Regions from separate parts of the Zea mays genome. Here region 1 is linked to region 2. Evidence: chromatin contacts called from public Hi-C data. All regions are on one chromosome and are shown on one strand. The core of a region is the stretch at or near the end of the contact, and the rest is flanking DNA. Distances in the headings are between cores, read along the strand shown. Region 1 has its middle 38 kb from the start of LOC103653100. Region 2 holds the start of LOC103653099 (phospholipase A1-Ibeta2, chloroplastic).

The links. Hi-C and Micro-C count contacts between places; a contact is called where the count stands out from the background.
Region 1: a contact with region 2 is called in a Hi-C map of leaf mesophyll, with 1.9 times the contacts expected there. The contact joins the enhancer-like site here to the promoter of LOC103653099 in region 2. A contact is called at or near these places in 5 of 25 Hi-C or Micro-C datasets (ear, leaf, leaf mesophyll and 1 more).

Annotation. Positions count from the first base shown.
Region 1 is chr4:37,081,701-37,087,321 of Zm-B73-REFERENCE-NAM-5.0, reverse strand. No RefSeq gene overlaps it. Among protein-coding and RNA genes, the nearest start is that of LOC103653100, 38 kb to the left of the region's middle. Within about 2 kb of position 1,586, at least 14 of the 20 cell types and tissues checked have an H3K27ac peak or open chromatin away from gene starts, as enhancers often do. A contact at or near this core is called in ear, leaf, leaf mesophyll and 1 more, where this site is marked.
Region 2 is chr4:36,986,053-36,991,462 of Zm-B73-REFERENCE-NAM-5.0, reverse strand. It overlaps LOC103653099 (phospholipase A1-Ibeta2, chloroplastic), which reads left to right and starts at 3,593. Exons shown (of 1, transcript XM_008680062.3): 1 at 3,593-5,410. The coding sequence starts at 3,804. The coding sequence ends at 5,303.

The DNA of each region.
Region 1 (5,621 bases), core at 337-2,836, 98 kb before region 2:
CCTTCGGTTGTCCCTTTGCTCCTTTGTTTGAACCCTTTTTCTTGGTCTTTTTATTGGCTTATGGTGAACCTTTGTACCTGTAGAACTTATAAACTTGGGCAAACTAGTTAGTCCAATTATTTGTGTTGGGCAATTCAACCACCAAAATTAGTATAGGAAATAGGTGTAAGCCTAATTTCCTTTCAGATGGCGAGCGGTCTACCACGACATAGAGTCTGGGACCATCCTGCATGCCCGATATTACCACTGGCCCCATTGGTGGGTCTGCACGGTAATTACAGCCTAGGACCAGGCCCCGTGGGACGGTCTTAGGCCCCCATGTGTGCCATTCGGGCCTCCGGCCAGGGGAGGTATGATGCCACATGTCCGGGCCATTATGGATGGGACCCGAACCTCCACAAGTACCTTCTAGACCCCAGCCAGGGGAGGTCTGGGGCTGCCATGTCCGCATGCGTCCCCAACGGTTAACCGCAAGTTCTCCGCCCAGGCAGAGGTGCGATGGTGGAAAAGTGATGCTCTAAACTCCAGGCCCAAAAAATAAACTAGAACTGCACCAAGTCTATGGAGTTGGGCTGCTGCAAAAAGAGGTGGGGTTTTGGTGTTTAGCAGGCTCCATCACTCTGACTTGGAGTTTGGAGTTGGAGCCATGCCCAGCAGGCTCTAATACATTATATGTTGGATTTAAGTCGTTTTTGCTAATACAATGTTGAAAAAACGGACTAGGTATCATAGGAGTATATCGGACTTGTTTTGTCGATTTGGGACGTACGTGCTCAAGCGAAATTCGCATGTACACATGTGGTTGACTCGATCGTATCCGATCAATTGAGTCTAAAGGATAGACTATTGATTTACCACTTTAAATGACAAACAGCGTTGTCATAACCGAGCTAACGCGTTTCAATAAAACACGTGCCAAACACACAGGTGGAGAGGAGCGCTGTGAACAGAATATGACAGAGTATACATGGAGGTCCATTTTTTTAGGTTTAACTAGTCGTATACCCGTACGTTGCTATGGTTTTTATATATAACATAGGATAAATTTTGTTCTAATAAATCATAAAATATGTGTTTTCTATTGATTAGGTGGGTGTGAATGTGGAGCCAACAACTAAGGTTTAAATACTTACTTATACATAATTTTACCTTATTTTTTCGTGAGACAAGTGTTGAAACTGGTGGTTTAATATAGTAAGGATAAAGATTATTGAAAGGGGTTGTTTTTTCTAAAAAATATACACAAGGTATCTGTTTAAAGCGTACGTGTCGGCGGGGGCGGCAGCGACACACACCCGCTGTCTTCTTGTGCTACTCACTCACTCAAGCATGGTCGGAGGCGGCAGCAACACCGTACGGTACGTAGTAGCGATCACACCTGGCGCCGCCATGCAGTGCATGGAATGACAAGAAGAAGGTGTGAAGAAGATCTGCATACGCGGCGCCGTGATTGTTTTCTCTATTGGGCTGGCACTGGTCGTCTCCGGAGTGGAGACAAAAACAAAAACATGCACAGCACACACATGGATCATGCAGAAGAGCGGTTGCATAGTACAGTACGGTCGGTCGTTGCTGGATCTCGACGGCCACTCATGAGTCATGTCATGATCGTGTGTGTGATCCCATCCGTGTCGGCCTACCGTCCTGAGCTGACCACAGCTAGCTAGCTAGCTAGTCATTGCAAAAAGTTTGCAACACGTACGTCTCTCACAACGAGAGGGGTTCTGCATGTGCGTCCTTTCACCGTCTCCTCGTGCTGCCATGTGTGTAGGCGCTGTAGCCAAAATAAATACTCTATTGCATTGCTCGCAGCTCGCTACATAGCAACTTAAGTTAAAAAGGCTCTAGAGTTTGGGTGAAACCAGCAAATTTGTGTTCTTGTTACCCTTTTGGTTGTGTCCAACATGTTGTGTCTTCTGTAAGTGTATATGTTTGTGTAATAAAATATTATTTTGTAGTATAGTAGATAGTACTGTTTTGCAGAGACATGTTTGAAATAGAAGGTGATATAGGAGAGTTACTGGTTGCTGAAGACGATAGCCTTATACATTATCCCTCACAAAAAAAGTTATACTATAAATTTTCCACTACCATTTTCCGAATTTGGGGCCCACATACGCTAGTTAATTAGAAATATGCCTATCTAATATTAAAAAAGTTAGAAACTAGTTTATTTTCATACCACTCTATGACATGTATGTATAACTAATCCTAATTTATGTATTCGTCATATATAGTGGTACAGTTTTATTCCATGGATGACATGTCACTTGTCAGCACCTAAGAGCATGTACAACCCACGTAAATACCTCGTGCCTTAAGGAGTATCAAGAAGGTTAGTGCAAAAGAAACACAACGGACTTATCTTAGTGGAGGAACGTATCTCACATAATTCTCTAAGTCTAGTTTCGATTTCCATCCATACAACCCACATAAATAAACCGTCTAATTGCTCGTGTTTTGCTACGGTTGTTATATATCATATAAATAGGTATTGAGATATTTATTTAATTATAATTATTTTTTATTTCTAAACACTAAGGTATGTGTGGTCTAGCGTTTTGCAATTTTTTTTTCAACGGTGTGGTATCTGTGCAGGCCGGGTCGGGTGCTAGGTAGGCGAACCAGTCGGAACACGTGGGATGGGTCTAGAGTATCAGATGCTCAGATTAAGTTTTTAATAGAATAGAACATAGTATAGATATCTATATATGTACGCACGAGCTAGTTTGACGCTAGCTTGGATTTGTGCAGGAATTTAATAAACGGACGGCCGCCGGCCGGTTTGCTAGCTTTTTCCAGCTATAAAACGATGATATCCGTGGGACAAAAATCAAAAAGCGAGCAAATTAAATAAATGAAAAAGTAATTCCTCTCGTGCTGAATTTTCGTTGCCGCGCGGTGCACAAAGTTACAGACGAAAAGGTGACAGAGATTTGCTCGTGCGGCAGATCGCGACCGACCTGGTCTGTTTGACAAATACAATTATTTGCTGATTATTGTGTTTATCTAATTTTATACTAATTAACCTTCGGTCGTCGAATTTGGTAGGTGCCGATCACGTAGCAGAACTATGAATTATAAAAGCAAGTATAATAGCTGACAGTAAATCGGCTAATTGGTGACATGGAAGAGAAATGAGGAGAGAGAGTAGAATCATACTACAAACTAACATCCAGCTTATACATATGAAACCAAAACTTTTTATGATAAAGACAAGTGAACTATATATTAATTATAAAGAGCTAACCATTACACATATTAGCAATAAAATAAGCTGCAAAGATTTTTATAGCCAGCGATTAACTATATTATTAAACTTACTCTAATAGCATAGAGTGTCTAGAATACCAACGAAGTTGGTGTAGAGCGCTACACCAGTAACAAGTTGACGCATCCAGAAATACATTTTAAATTTTATAGATCTAAAGCTAATTTTAGGTCATCTCCAACCATTCCCCCTTATTTATACTTTCTATTGTATTTTATTACATCAACCTAAAAGATATTCTTCCACATACATGACATCTCTAACCATTCACCATATCCAGCTCTCCCTATATATTATAATTTAGTTATTTAACATTTTTTCATCAGTTTTTCAAGTTTTAAAAAATTATAGACTATTTGTACTACCATAATACACATTGTTATCAGGTTATGGTACTTAAAAAGAGTTAATATTACAATAAAATAAAGTAATTAAAGAATGATGAAAGATTAGAACTCACTCCATATATATGGGGGACTTTTTCTCTCCCTCCAGATAGGGGGAGCTTTGAGAGAGTTGTTGGACGACTATTTCACCTCAAAGCCCCCCTACGTGGGATGGGGTGGTGTGGCCGTGTGGGGCATCCTTGGAGGTGGCCTTAGGCAAGCTCCAATGGAGCACCCTTGTCGGCTCCCCTGACGGTATTCGTGGTGGCGTGGCGGCACCCTTAGAGGTGGCCTTTGGCGAGCTCCAATGGAGCACCCTTGCCTGCTCCCCTGATGGTATCTGGGGTGGCGTGCTCCCTGAAACCATCCAACGACACCCGTTCGGTGCCACCTAGTGTGGGGTGAGAGAAGAAGAGCACCCTGAGTAAGGGGGAGGAGGGAGTAGTTGTAATCACCTCCATTTCGTTAATCAGTGTTTTAACTATGAAATTAATTCCTTTTTAGTATAATTACCTCATAACAATGTGTATTATGGCACTCCAAATATGTTAGTATTTTTAAAAACTCCAAAAACTAATGCATAAAAGTCAAATACCTCAGTTAACTGTATAGGCGGGTTGAATAGGAAAATGGTTGGAGAGGAGGAGAAATAAGGGAAAAATAGTTAAGGAGGATATATTTAAATATGAATAGAAAGTATGAACAGGAGAATTTAGGAGGGAGAATGGTTGGAGCCAGCCTTAGCGGAATGTTATCTACATTTAATCAATAAGCTGTCATCGTAAGCATTAATTATTTTATGATGCTACAACATTTTTTTAAGAAGACAGAAAAATAATTTTTATTGGATGAAACTGTCTTGACACGGTTACCAACTCTCTATGAGCTATAGAATTAAATTATGAGTTTGAGTGTAAGTGTGCATTTAACTCTTATAAAAAAAGATAGTGTGATTTTTTTCCTTGGCCACACATGCATGCATTATTCCGTCCCATGGAGAAACTAAAGTAAAAACAAAATTTTGTTTCAATATTTCAAAACAAGGCTGTAGTATCTGAACATAAACTTACACCACACCATCACATATGCACATAAACACACACACTGTGCATATATAAGCTGAAGATCATCAGACTCCGATCGAGTACGACGGGCACCGAACCTTGAACACTGTGGAGAGGAAAAGCATTTTGAGATGGCGACATATGCATGCATGCATCTCGCGGGCTCCATAAGGATGGAAAGAGGAAACATCGACACGAAGCTGAGGTGCTTTTGGACTTAAACAATATAATGGGTCTATCATTTTTACACTTCTGGTAGGAGTACAAGCGAGAGCTCGATCGCCGTCGTCTTCAATTCTCCCCTAGCTACAGTACTACATACGTACGTATCGCCGGCTCGTTTATCACTTTTTAATTTTAAAAACATGGCGATCTCTGTATGATGAGTCGTCCAAAACCACGCACGCGTGCGCGGCCAAAACGATCTTAACAAGATTTTGTGCTTTGCGGAAAGAAAAGATGGATGCTTTTTTGTGAAAAGTTTGGTCCATGGAATTCGATCAATTCCATCATCCACCGGCCCTCGATCTGATTTATAATAATGCATGACCGCGCGCATGTGGTTTATTTAATTTGGTTCTTAATTTAACTACTAGCAGCTGGTTCCGCACTGCGACCGACATGCATGCATGCTCCGTGCCTTTTAACTAATTGATTATTCATTCATCCTTGGAAAGCAATGCTCGGTGAATATGGAGCTGACCAGTGGCGGTCTTAACATTTTAGGGGCCCGGGACAAAGTTTCAAATATAGGCCATTCAAATTATTTTTAATATATAAATGTTACTAATCAAACACTTAAAATATATTTAAAAATATTTATATCAAATAATAAGTAAATAAAAGGATATATATATTATAGTATCACCTTAAAATTTTCTTCTAGCATGTTTAGATATT
Region 2 (5,410 bases), core at 2,344-4,843:
CCAAGCGACGTAGTGGGATTGAAATTACAGAAGAGCATAGAAAACTTGTCCTAGACGAGAGTGGGAAAAGGTATCAAGGTTTTGGTGAGGAGCATAACTGGACTCATATGTGGCTTGTGGGAGCTTCCTTATGCTAAGTCATTGATTTTGATACACAACATCGACGTCATGCATCAAGAGAGTAACTTTTGCCAAGCCCTCATAAATACATGCATGGATTTCCCTGATAAAACGAAAGACAATGACAAGGCACGCATGGACTTAGCAGTGATATGTGATCGTCCAACCCAAGTGCTTAGAGAAAACGGAGGCAAACCAAAAGCTGACTATTGTCTGAAACCTAAGCAACGAAAAAAGTGATGAAGTGGATGAAGGATATTAAATTCCCCGATGGTTATGCCGCTGGTTTTAGAAGATCTATGAACTTGAAGACAATGAAGATGAATGGACTGAAGAGCCATGACTTCCACATAATTATGGAGAGGCTCATGCCTGTAATGTTTTGTGGGTACATTTCTAAAGCTGTGTGGAAAAGTTAGCTGAAGTTAGCTATTTCTACAGACAGTTGTGTGCTAAAGAAATCAGAAGAGATGTGATGGAACAGCTGGAGAAAGAGGCACTGGTGCTTTTGTGCAAATTGGAAAAAAATATTTCCACCGGGTTTCTTCAATCCTATGCAGCATCTCTTTATACATCTTCCATATGAGGCTAAGGTCGGTGGTCCTGTTCAGTATAGGTGGATGTTTCATATAGAAAAAGCATTAAAGAAGCTTAGAGCAATGGTGGGCAATAAGGCAAGAGTTGAAGGATGTATTGCGGAACAATTTAAACTAAAGGAGGTAGCACACTTCACAAGTTGTTACTTTGCAGAAGAACATAATGTATTTGCTTGAAAGAAAAGGTACCATGATGATGAACGAGAGATGCCTTCGTGTAGTGATCTTTCGATTTTTCAGACAAACGGCAAAGCCGTTGGTCCACCCAAGGCATATCACCTCAGTATGGAAGAACGGAAGTCTACTTTACTGTACATGTTCACGAATATGCCTGAGGTGGGAGAAATACTTTGTGTAAGACTTATTTTCTTAAACTGTTCATATGTGAATTAGTTTATGTTTTCAAATATCTCATGTCATACAATAATATTTGACAACGAGTTTGATGAACAAAACATGAGGTGTCTCGGTAGGCCAACAGCGAGAGACATAGACAAATTGCGACGCAATGGTATGCATGGGCGACCTAATTTCATTATGTGGCTTCAGGACCATGTAAGTCTTAATTATGTGGCTCCAAGACCTAATTTCAGTTAACTAATATTACAGAATTTGCTAATGCTTTGTGGCATAATTGACAGTTGGGAAGGAAATGAATTTGAATGATAACTTGCGTCAGTTATCTATTGGAAGTGTGACTGCTGAAAGCTATGGACGTTACGACGTCAATGGATATCGCTTTCGTTCAAGCATTTTGGAATCAAGTCATCCTATGGCCGCCACTCAAAATAGTGGAGTCGTTACTAGGGCAACCGACATTGAAGGACACGAAGCCTGCTATTACAGGAAAATTAAAAATATAATCGAGATTACATTTGCTGGAAATAAGCCTTTAGCGCTAGTTTTCTTTGAGTGTAAATGGTATGACCCGAAGTATTATAGGACCGAATTCGGGATGACACAGATCCAAACTAAAAAATTGCTTCAAGGACACGACACGTATATCCTTGCCCATCAAGCAGACCAAGTTTATTTCTCGACATATCCATGCAAAAAGTTGTCTAAATGGAGGGTTGTGTACAATGTAAATCCCCGCGAACGCCTATACACTACTGGTGAGGACGAATATCAAATTGGTCACCTTGAGCAGGTTGATGAGGTGTTTCAAGAAGAAGAGTTGCCAACTAGTTTTCATATTAATCCTGCACCGACATTAGATTCACTAGATGCAGATGTTAACGACTTAACTTTTCCCGAGAGACGGAGAAGACAACCTGTTAGGAGAAAAGTTACATGGCGACCTCTGCATAGAAGAGAACAAATAGATCCTAATTTTGATGATATTTAACAAGTAAAGTTGTTTTGTTATTTCATTTGTTTCTATTTTTTAAGGATTATGTCATTTTTGATGCACTAATGAATAATTTCTTATTTTTTGATGCAGGATGCCGCCAAAATCAAAGAAGTCAGTGAAGGGGCTGTTCAAGGGCCTGGGCCTTTTTCAGGGCAGTTCTTCGAGCAGCAGCAGACGTCGAGAGCTGTTGAGCGCGGTATATGGAGATGAGGTAACATATCTTGTACAAATAAATTTGTTTACATATTTACAAATAAATCTTGAGTTGTATGTACCAGGATGAGCAGCACACTGAGGAGTAGCACAATAAGGAGCAGCACAATGAGGAGGAGCGGCACAATGAGGCTGAGCAGCACAATGAGGAGGTGGCGCACAATGAGGAGTTGGAGCACGCGACATGGGACCAGGCCGCGCAGCATCACCAGCCATGGGACCAGTGGGACCACCAGAGAGAGCAGCAACAGGCGTGGGACCAGTGGGGCCAACAGGGCGAACCGGCTGACAACCCGATGGATGATGGCTCGGGAGGCTCTTCAGCGACACGCACATGTCGCTCAAGAAAAAGCCACTTAGTAAAGCCTCGTCACGCGATAGAGCGAGAGGCTGATAGGACTTTAATCATGCCACATGGAGATCGGTGAGTGTAATATATTAACTTATCTCATAACTCTATTATGTGTATTGTTAATGTTTTTGTGTAATGCAAGAATTGGGAGGACCTGTCCTTTGACGGCAAGGGACACCACACTCAGGCTAACCTTACGTTGGGTTGTCTTTGCCGCCTTCACTACCCTGGTATAGTGATGGTGTCAAACGGTGATACCGAGGATGAGGTGCTCGTCAGTACCTAGGACGACTACAAGTTTAAAAAAGAACGAAACCACACCGACAGACAGGGACTTGTGCGTAATGACTTTTGGGTATGAATTCTTTATTATTTTTGTTATGTTTCTTAATATTGTAATTCTATGACTTATACTATTGTTTTAGTAAAGTACTTTCTTTGTTTTAGAGAGAATATTCGTAAACACACCAAAAGTAGGGTCTGTTTGGATGGTAGCTACAAAAAAAAAATTTGCCCGACCTAGGCACCAACGTCTACCAGACATTTGCCTCCCAGGCTACAATCCAAGTCGTCTGTTGTAGTAAAAAAAAATATAGTTTTATAATTAGGTGCGGTATATTTAAAATTAGGCTTTAATAAAATACAGAGTATATACAGGGGCGATCTCTTTCTTGCCACCAACACACCTGAAAAAAATATAGATTTAATTATTTACTAATACGGTTAGCTGAAGTGTCCCACTGTCTAGATGTCCACCTTGTATTCCCGATATGACAAACCACATCAAAACTGAATGCTGATCACAGAAAAAAAAAATCGTCGGGTAAACCGTCACGTCGCAAATTCAAGCTTGAAAGTTGAAACAGAAAAAATAGAAAACCGTCACGTCACAAATTTAAGGATGAAAATCGTTGCATTTCACTGTAGTGCTTGCGGGCCAAAAAGGAAAAGAAAAAATCGTGGCATGAGAGCAGACTGAAGAAGAGACGAGACGACGAAGAGGGTAGGAAGCTCCTGCTTTGACGCGATCAGCGCACCGTCTATAAGACCTCCCGCCACCCAAGCTCCCAGCTGTCCGATCAGTCACCTCCTCTTCCGGCCTCCCGCCGCCGTTGCCGAATTCTTCTTCTTTTATGCCGCTCCGCTGCCGCTCCTACTTTTGCCTTGCATGTCCACCGCCGCGGCGCCGCCGTCACTCTCCCTGCACCGCCCAGCGGTGACCGCCACCAGCACCAGAGTAGCCGCCGCGCCGCCGCCGAGCAACGCCGCGCACCTCGCCAGCCTCGACAAGCTCTTCCGCAACCGCGGCGGCGTCGAGAGCGCGGCCTCGCCCGCCGTCGCCGCTGCCGCACCGCAGAGGAGGCAGCAGCCGCTGCTGCGGCTCCCGTCCTTCTTCACGCGGACCGGGGCGAGGGGCCAGGAGCCGGCGCCCACGCTGTCGCCGCGCCGGCTCGAGCGCCTGCTCCAGCCCGTGGCGCCCGACGGGCCGTCGCCGCGCGGGGACATCGCGGCGGCGTGGCGCCGCCTGCACGGCGAGGACGGCTGGCGCGGCCTGCTCGACCCGCTGCACCCGGACCTGCGCCGCGAGATCGTGCGCTACGGCGAGTTCGTCGACGCCGCCTACGGCGCCTTCCTGTCCCGCCCCGACGCCGAGCCGGGCCGCCGCGCGCGCGTCCCGCTCCAGGACGCCGCGTACCGCGTCACCGCGCCGCTCTTCGCCACCTCCTCCGTCGGCCTCCCCACCTGGCTGGCCGCCGCCGCGCCGTGCGCCGGGCAGCGGACCAGTCTCGTCGGCTACGTCGCCGTCTGCGACAGCCCCGCCGAGATCCGGCGGATGGGCCGCCGCGACATCGTCGTCGCGCTCCGCGGCACCTGCACCGTCCTCGAGTGGGCCGAGAACGTGCGCGCCGGCCTCGTCCCGGCCACCCACTGTGACACCGCCGCCGCCACCGCACCGGACACATCCAACGCCAAGGTCGAATGCGGCTTCTGGAACCTGTACAAGACCGCCGGCGACCGCTCCGCGAGCCTGTCGGAGATGGTCGTGTCCGAGGTGCGGAGGCTTCTCGACATGTACAAGGGCGAGGAGGTGAGCATCACGGTCACCGGGCACAGCCTAGGCGCCGCCCTGGCCGTGCTCATCGCGGACGAGCTCTCCGGCGGCATCGCCGGCCGCGCGGGGGCGCCGGTGGCGGTGTTCTCGTTCGGCGGGCCGCGGGTGGGCAACCGCGCGTTCGCGGCGCGCGTGGAGGCCCGTGGCGCGCGCGTGCTCCGCGTCGTCAACGCGCACGACGTCGTGCCGCGCTTCCCGCCCGGCCTCCCGCTCCCGGGCTACGCCGACGTCGGCCGCGAGCTGCGCCTCGACAGCCGCGCGTCGCCGTACCTCCGGCCGGACGCCGACGCCGCGTGCTGCCACGACCTGGAGGCGTACATCCACCTCGTCGACGGCTTCCTCGGCTCGCATTGCCCGTTCCGGGACAACGCCAAGCGCAGCATCCTGCGCCTCGTCAAGAACCAGGGCGGCAACGTCAAGCAGCTCTACATGAGCAAGGCCAAGGACATGCGCATCCAGCTCGACGGCGGCGGCGCCGCCGACATGGCCGGGTCTATGCTTGGTCGCGTCGACATGCCTGGCGCGGCGAGCACCGTGGTGGAGTGTGTGCACTGACGGACGGCCGCAACCGCAACTGCAACGGCGGTGCGAGCTGGTGTGGACTCGCGTACGTCGGCGCCCAAAAAGAATTGTTTGGTCAACAGATAACGAGGGTTGACTTG